3 separate regions of the Gossypium arboreum genome follow, and all the other regions are linked to region 2. Evidence: chromatin contacts called from public Hi-C data. All regions are on one chromosome and are shown on one strand. The core of a region is the stretch at or near the end of the contact, and the rest is flanking DNA. Distances in the headings are between cores, read along the strand shown.

The links. A called contact is a pair of places that touch in the nucleus more often than the background predicts.
Region 1: a contact with region 2 is called in a Hi-C map of leaf, with 2.8 times the contacts expected there. The contact joins the promoter of LOC108476413 here to the enhancer-like site in region 2. A contact is called at or near these places in 2 of 5 Hi-C or Micro-C datasets (both in leaf).
Region 3: a contact with region 2 is called in a Hi-C map of leaf, with 4 times the contacts expected there. The contact joins the promoter of LOC108475968 here to the enhancer-like site in region 2. A contact is called at or near these places in 2 of 5 Hi-C or Micro-C datasets (both in leaf).

What each region holds. Positions count from the first base shown.
Region 1 is chr3:128,180,355-128,183,054 of ASM2569848v2, reverse strand. LOC108476413 (embryogenesis-associated protein EMB8) reads right to left here and starts at 1,398. Exons shown (of 15, transcript XM_017778632.2): 1 at 1,003-1,398; 2 at 458-560; 3 at 256-345; 4 at 98-159. The coding sequence starts at 1,018.
Region 2 is chr3:128,068,163-128,070,862 of ASM2569848v2, reverse strand. No RefSeq gene overlaps it. Among protein-coding and RNA genes, the nearest start is that of LOC108476210, 29 kb to the right of the region's middle. Within about 2 kb of position 1,337, at least 1 of the 2 cell types and tissues checked has an H3K27ac peak or open chromatin away from gene starts, as enhancers often do. A contact at or near this core is called in leaf, where this site is marked.
Region 3 is chr3:127,995,975-127,998,674 of ASM2569848v2, reverse strand. It overlaps LOC108475968 (mediator of RNA polymerase II transcription subunit 22b-like), which reads left to right and starts at 1,396. Exons shown (of 3, transcript XM_017777984.2): 1 at 1,396-1,671. The coding sequence starts at 1,525.

The sequences.
Region 1 (2,700 bases), core at 149-2,648, 110 kb before region 2:
AAACACGTCAAAAGTAAGAGCTTTTTACAACCCAAAGTATGAATTTTTCTAGTAGTTATTATGTCTACCATAATATCATCAAAAGTTTTGCACTTACTATCAGAACTTGTAAGCCAATCTAGAGCTATGGTTCCACCATCAGAAGCATGAAAAAGTTGTCTGAGGAAACAGAGGTCTTTGTGAGATAAAAAGCACATGGGCCAACATATATATATTCTAAATCCAACATTAAAAAGATCGGAAAAATTTTAGGACCTGCGGTAGCTGAAAGCAGGAGGATTCCCGAAGAAATTGAGAAAAGCAGTCTGAAAATGAGGACTTGATAACCACGGTGTTGCTAAATACCTGCAATAATTTACCAAATCAACCCCCCCCCCCCCCAAAAAAAAAAAATCATGATTGAGAGTGAAAGAAAACAAATTTGTGGGTAAACTAGAAAAAGGAGGAAAAAGGGTACCTGCCATGAAGGATCTTGCACTTGGAAACCACGCCATGGTAGATATGGGAAGTGGGGTGAAAGGTCAAAGCAACCGGAGCACCTCGGAATCCACTGAAAAAGCCTTGGAAGAAATGAAATTCCAGGAAATTGTAAAGGAAAACTACCCAAATCACCATAAACGCAATTACATAATGCAAAATAGGAATCAAACAAAGGGCTCGGAATACTTCTTTATATGCATTGAGGGATGATTCATCCCATGAAATCGACCAATCCATTTGATTAAAATTTGGAGAAAACATGAATGGTTAAATCAAAAAAAAAAACTTGAAATTGGGGAAGAAGCAGTACATACAGAAATTGGAAAAAAAAAGTTGCCTTTCTTTTTTAATGGTTTTCCAGAATTAATGGAGAGAGGGAAAGTAGGAGAAAATTATGGTGAAAATTTCTTTGGGGGTTTGATTTTCTGTTTGGGTGAAGAAAAAAAATGATGACAGTTGAGAGTTTGGTGAGTGAATTTATGTCAAAAAAAATAAAAACTATGGCTCTATCATCAATCATACCGCAACTAATGAACATCTGACAAATGTTTCAGCTTTTGTATCAGAGAAACCAGGTAAAAATCGTTCAACACAATGCTTGGTATAAATAAAATATAATGAGTAGAACCATATCACCAATGCTGATATAGCAGCCAACCTCAAATTATAATAGAAATAAGTTGCTTACCAGGATCAGAGTGAGATTTCCGTTCGGCTATAAGTAACAGCCGGGCCCTTCCACCATTGGTGTTTAGGGTGACCATCAAGATGTCCCCATGGAACTAACTTTGATGGTCATAGTTGGCAGCCTTTTTTTTTTTTTTGTGTGAAAAACAATCAAATTGATCAAAATCACCCCTAATTTTATATTGATTTAGAACTTTTACGGTATTATCGATACTTCATCATAAACTAGTAGGCATGTGCTCTCATCTAAGCTTAATTTAGTCAAATAGTCGGCAACTCTAGTATCTACTTTGAGAACATGTCAAATCAGTAAAAAATTATTTATAAGGCTTGAACTACCTTTAAATTGTCAATATGAATCATAGCTCTATTAAATCCATTACTAAGTGAAGTAAGCACGCCATCCAAAATACTTTAAAGTTCGGCCTCAAAGACCATGCATTTCTCGAGATATGGGTTATATCCGAAGATCAATTTTTTATTCCGATCTTGCAACACTCCACCAGTAGACGCTGGTCTATACCCTCTATCCATTGCACCATTAATGAATAAGTGCACCCAATTCCCTGATAAGGAAGTTTGAGTATTAGAGTCATGAACATTTAACTTTACCTCATTATGGTTCAACTCATACTGTTGTGCCCAAGTATAAGAGACTCTAACAATTTCAAGGGCATTGCAAGTTATGCCTTGAAAAATAAAAAGATTCATATTCTTCCAAATACGCCAAGCAATTATCCCAAAAAGACAAGACCAAGTTGTCCCTCCTTTAGGTAATCTCGTGGAATAACAAAGATTGGAAGTTAACCAATTCTGTAAGTCCTCAGAAAAGAACATATTATGTTGGTCAAGTGGGACAACTTGCATCCACAACTCTTTTATTGTTGAGCAATCTCGTAACACATGCAAAATATTCTCTGTTTCATGATTGCAAAGTGAGCAAGAACTATTGTGCCCAACTCCTCGTCGAACACGCTCCATGTTAGTAACCAACCTTTGCTTGAAAACAATCCAAAGAAAAATTAATTCCTAGATAGTATTATGATTATGTCGTAAAGAAAAAAAAACGAGTGAGGCTGATAATGTTTGGAAACAACAAGAAATGATCTATTTCAAAAGGCAAGAATCAGAATTGTTATGTGCATGATTCGTGCATTATGTTTCATGAATTATGAAGCAATGGCAGCTACGACTCTCATTGTATTTACATGCTCTTTTTTTCCTTTCGTATTTCAATTAATAGTTTTTTTTGTTTGTTTTCTTCTGTTACACATATGTACACACTCGCACTTACTTTTTCTTTTTGTTGCGAACATGTAAAAGCGCGTGCGTGTATACTTTGCCTTACTTACACTTCCCTCCACCCTCTTTATTTTTCATTATGGTTCATTTTATTCTACGAACAAAAATTAATTTCCAAATGATATTATGATTATGGTGTAAATAAAAACAAAACATGGGTGAGATTGATACTATTTGGAAACAATAAGAAGTGATCTACTACAGAAGGCAAGAATTAAAACTATTATGTGC
Region 2 (2,700 bases), core at 88-2,587:
ATATAAAAGTTGTACTCAAGAGACATTAAAAAATTATATTTTTTGAATTACTATTGATAGAAATGTTTGTAATAAAAAAACAACCATCGACATAATGTATAAGGTGAAATAAGATAATAATAAAAATATTTGCAATGTCTACTATTCCAACCTCTAAAGCATACCTCTCCATTGACATCATGATCCTATCATTGGCGACAGTATGTGGTTACCAAAGGTAGCACCAAGGGAGTTGGGAGGGCCAAGCCCCCCTAAAATGAAAAAATATTACATTGTCTCTTTTTATTATAAAAAAAATGATAAAATTTTAATTTAATTTTTTTAAAAATTATAAAAATATAAATTAATACTGTGATAAAACTATATTTTAACTCTAAAAATATATATAATCAATTCCAACTCTTTGGGAAAAAAAATTCTAACTTTGTGGTTACAATAGTGAAGGAAGATCCCTTCATCAAGCAAGTCCAAGAGGAAGAGACCAAAGCTTGAGTGAGGTAGTGTCAGCTTTCAAGAGCTTGATGAAATCAAAGTGGATCCAACGGATAGCTTGGTTTCCATTCTTGTTGTTTGACACTGACTGGATGGGGTGCTCCATCATCTCGGGGTTGACTTTGCTTGCATTGGAGCCTGCGGGGTCAATAAATTGTGTTGCATGCTCGGCATGGACGGTGTTGATTTCAAAGATAGCTTAGGCTTGGAGACAAACACCATGGGCCCATCCTCCACTCAACGTCAAAGCCTCTACCTTGGCTGCTTTCAGAATCTTGCGCTTACTTTCATTATCTTTCGTTTCTTCCTTTGGTTTCTACGTCACACACTTTCGTTGAATTAGGCCAAACAGCATGTGAACAATTTTAATTATTATTATTTTTTAAATATTTTTAACAAGGTGTAAACGTATTAATTTGTTGTTAACATGTATGTCAGTAAGTAATGTGGTTTAAATACAAAAGATTTGACCATTGAAGCTTAGAAATTGACCCCTAAAGAATTTTGATAACACAAGCTTCCGCCAATCTACGTTAGTGACATATATGCTTTTGTTTTGATAAGACAACCTCGGGTTCCTGTTGCTCTCAATTTCAATTTCCTCCATCTCCAACTTGCATAATATTCTTTCGTTTAAAAACATAAGCTCGAATTCAAGCTATCCACAATAATCTAGTAAAATCCATATATTTCTTAGGATGCAAGCTTCAAGAGAAAAAATTGTATTAATCAAAAAATTTCGGAAGTACAATCGAAGTTTGTTATTAATACCTCAATAGAGTAGCTCTTGTCACCTTTACTTCGCCCAATCACAACTTTCCTGGTTAGGGCTTTGCCTATGGGTAATACTTCTCTAACTATGCACCTCACGGACATGTGCATGTATTGCATGTGGGCCTCCCTTGACCCACTTTGCTAGGACATATGTTAGAATTCTTTTTGCTTGGATCACACGTGGGATGTTACTTGTTCCATATCAATCATATTAATACTTTTTTTTTTGAACCAATTGATACTATTATTGATTTGAAGAAGTAATAAATGTGGTTACCAGTCTAAAAAAAAAGGAAATAAAAACTGTCAAAATATGATTGGGCACCAAAACGGTGCCTTGAGAAAGCAAAAATAAACACAATTAAAAACTATTCCAGAAGCTTGTAAAGTAAAATGAAGCGGCAGACATGAAACCTTATCTCTAGTAACCCTTTTTCTCCCTCATTTGAAACCAAAAACCCCTTTGTATCAGCTATTGAAGAGACCTATTCCCTCCCAGAATCAAATCTTTCTAGAACCACAGTCTCTGTCAAAATTTCAAGTTCATCGGGCAATCAAAATCACTGAGCCCGGACTCTACCTCTTCATCTATCCTTCATAACCACCGTTTCGTCGCTCTTGATTTACCAGGTTCTCCACTACAGGTGGTACCTCTTCTATCCAGTATCGAGGGTGCTGAAATCGGATTCCTTCCTTTGCCATCTCATGAGCAGCTTTGTTGGCTTCCCTAGGTACGTGCTTGAAACACAATCTCCTAAACTTGAGAACTTTCCCCTTGATTTCTTTAATCAAACTGCTAATACACGATCGATCTTCTTCTGCAGAGTTCAGTTTTCGTATAATAGTTAGCGTATCTCCTTCAACACAAACATCCTGAAAACCCAGCTCTTCTGCCATGACAATAGCTTGTAAACACGCCCTTGCCTCGGCCATAAATGGATCTGAAATATTATCCCATGGAAAGGTACAGGCTGCCATAGGCAAACCCTCTTTATCACGTGCAATGATTCCTGAAATAGAGCTTCTTGTGATTCGATTAAATGAGGCGTCGAAATTAATTTTGATGGTGTCATTATCCGGTGGTTTCCAGACTGAGTCTTTTATGTCATGTGTATTCTGTAATATCTCCCCCATACTAGAAATTTCTGTATAGTAAGCCTTGATAAATCCAACAACTTCATGTACCTGCTCTCTGACTCTTTCATGATATAGCTTGTTGCGATTATACCAGATGACCCAGTAAGCGATAGATTTGATTTTGCATGCTTTCAGACTCTTATTTTCAAAATCCGCTACTAACCATGTTTTCCAATTGGCTTCTCTGTTGCATGTTGAAAATGGCATCTCCAAACCCCGCAAAACCTACTGTGTGAAGGAACACTCCCTAAAAAGATGGTCCACCGACTCCTCCTCAGATCTGCATACCGGGTATAA
Region 3 (2,700 bases), core at 147-2,646, 72 kb after region 2:
ATTAAAAATAAATTAGTTTCTTATATATAATTTTTATAAAAATTTAAAAATATGAGTTTAAAATTTAAATTTATGGTTGAGTTGATTTCGTGAGCATATTGGATACCAATTTGATTGAAAAATTATTAAACTACTTTTACATACTTGAAATTAGTTACAAATTTGCGTATATTGAGATTTAAATTCATTCCACCAATATCTATAAAATCTTTTTTATCACTTCAACTAACATTTGATTTTGATATTTTATACATTTCAATATTATTACACAAATTGTTTCACCAACATAATTTGTATATATTGATAATGTCGTTTATTAAATTGGTGTTACAAGTTAACTCAATACCGACTTAAAAAATTTATAATACCATGATAAACAATTGAACTATATTTAATATTCTTAACATGAAACATTTACCTATTTATTACTCACAATTTAAACTATTTTTATTTTAATTTAATACATATTACATGTGTTATTATAATTTGTTTCAAACTATACGTTTAATTATTTATTATATTTTATTTTTAAACTAACGCATACATTCTAAATGTGTGATAAAATTTCAGATATAAATAAAATGAGCTTTTCTTCTAAATGACATAGGTTCAAAGTTACAACTCTTTATATTTAAAGATGGGTAAAAGACATTTATAATTTTATAATTATTTATAAATTTCTAATATTTTTATGAGTTTTATAGCTTATATTTTAACAATTAAATTTTTCTAGAATTTTAATAATTTTACTTAAATAATTAATTAAGTCCTTAGTAAAATAATAAAAATTCAATTAAGCCCTCGTAAAATGATAAAAAAAATTTAATTAAGCTCTCTAAATCATCATTTTTTCATGTTAACTTGTCATGTCAACTACCACACTACCCGCTATGTCAGTAGTAAATGACTGTTAGGGGCTTAAATGAAAAATGAATTCTAAAGGTTTAATTGGGTGTAATTTTTGATGAGGAGTTTAATTGAAGGGCTTATTTGATATTTTAACCTAGTTTTTAATTTATTAAATATCAATTGTTGTTGTGAAATTAAAAAAACACCATCACTAATATATCAAATAATTTACCAAAGAACGTGTTTAAAAAAACTAATTAAAGGCCTTCAAGAAAATAAAAGGTCTTGAAAGAAAGGAAAAACCTCAAAAAAAAAAAAAAATCAAAAAGCCAATTGAACCCTTATGAAAAATGTGCAGCTCATTGAGTCCTCTGTGAGTAAAAAAAATTAATTAGTCAGCAGTCACCCAAAACTAAATTGGGTGGTATTTTTCGTAAAGGCTCAATTGATTTATTAGTGAGGCGTAAGTTGTATTTGGGCTTGGCATTCAATAGTTGGGCTGTGGCCTTTTCTTTTCCAACTTTTTATTTGATATACTAGTACTACATCCCAAAATAATTTCCTTAATTTCCCTTACTCTCCCATATTTTACTTTGATCCAACTTTGCACAATTTTGTTTCCCGTAACCCATCCTCTGTTGTGCGTGTGTGTGTGTGTGTGTGCTTTTTACATCAATGAACAAAGGAACGGGAGTGGGAACTGGACCGACGGCGGCGGCTGCAGCGGCGGCGGCACAGAAGCAGAAAACTATGATGCAGCGAGTGGAAACCGACATCGCCGTCATCGTCGACAACTTCACCCAGCTTGTTAATGTTGCCCGGGTAAATCTCTCTTTACTTCAAAGCAATTACTACAAATTCTTCGAGTTTAAAGAGTCTTATGTCAAGATTCTTAAACTCCCCTAAACCGGTTTTTCATTTCGTTTCTGATTTTGAATTTACAAGTTAGCGGTGGGAAATTGGAACCTTTTCACTTTTAGGATAAGCTTTCACTTTATTTGCCCTGTAAAATGTTGGAAAGCTTTTACTTTTACTCATTTACAAAATTCCATTTTGTGAAGATATATCCCTTTTTTTGGTTGTACAATGTGTTATATAGTTGAATATGGATGATTCTTGTATATTTGGAAATGAATTTATGTAACACCCGAAGAAAATAATTTAGGTTTCTGGGGGGAGCTAGTGTAAAATAGGTTACCTTGGGTATTGAACCTGAATTTGGTGAAAGTATCACTTATAGGACATCTGTTGGATAAAAGATTTTGTCATTAGATTGGTTTTATAATATTTTTTTTCCTTGGAATGAAGTTGTTCCTTGTGCATGTTCTACTGAGTGTTAAGGTTTTTTATAATCCTATTATTATTTTTTTCTATGGTATTAAATTGGTCATCATTTAACTCCTTCCTATGGGAATATAATTTGCTGGCTGCTCCATCTTCCTTTTCTTTAAAAAGTAGGTGATAACAATTTCAACTACTAATGCAGTGAATGTGGTCATGGAGAGTGAGGGTTAAGGAGGGAAACACTAGTGTTGATCATTTAAAAGCACATCATTTTGTTTGATGCATTAAGATCTTGATTAATCATTTGTGGAAGCTGTCGTTTATTTTGATGTCAAATCTATACAGATTCTGTCTACCATGGTGAACTGATGTGTTCCTTGTAACCTGGCTTGTTAGACTGTGACTTTCTGGTGAAAGTTCAACTGAATTAGAACAATTGGTTAGTTGCATTTGATTAATCTTGTTTTGTTAGTTGTTGCTTTTGTCTAGGAACTACTTTGTGGCTTGTTGGTAGCTCAGTTGAGGAAGCATTATTCTCTTTGGAAATCCTTTTGTCTAATACGAGAA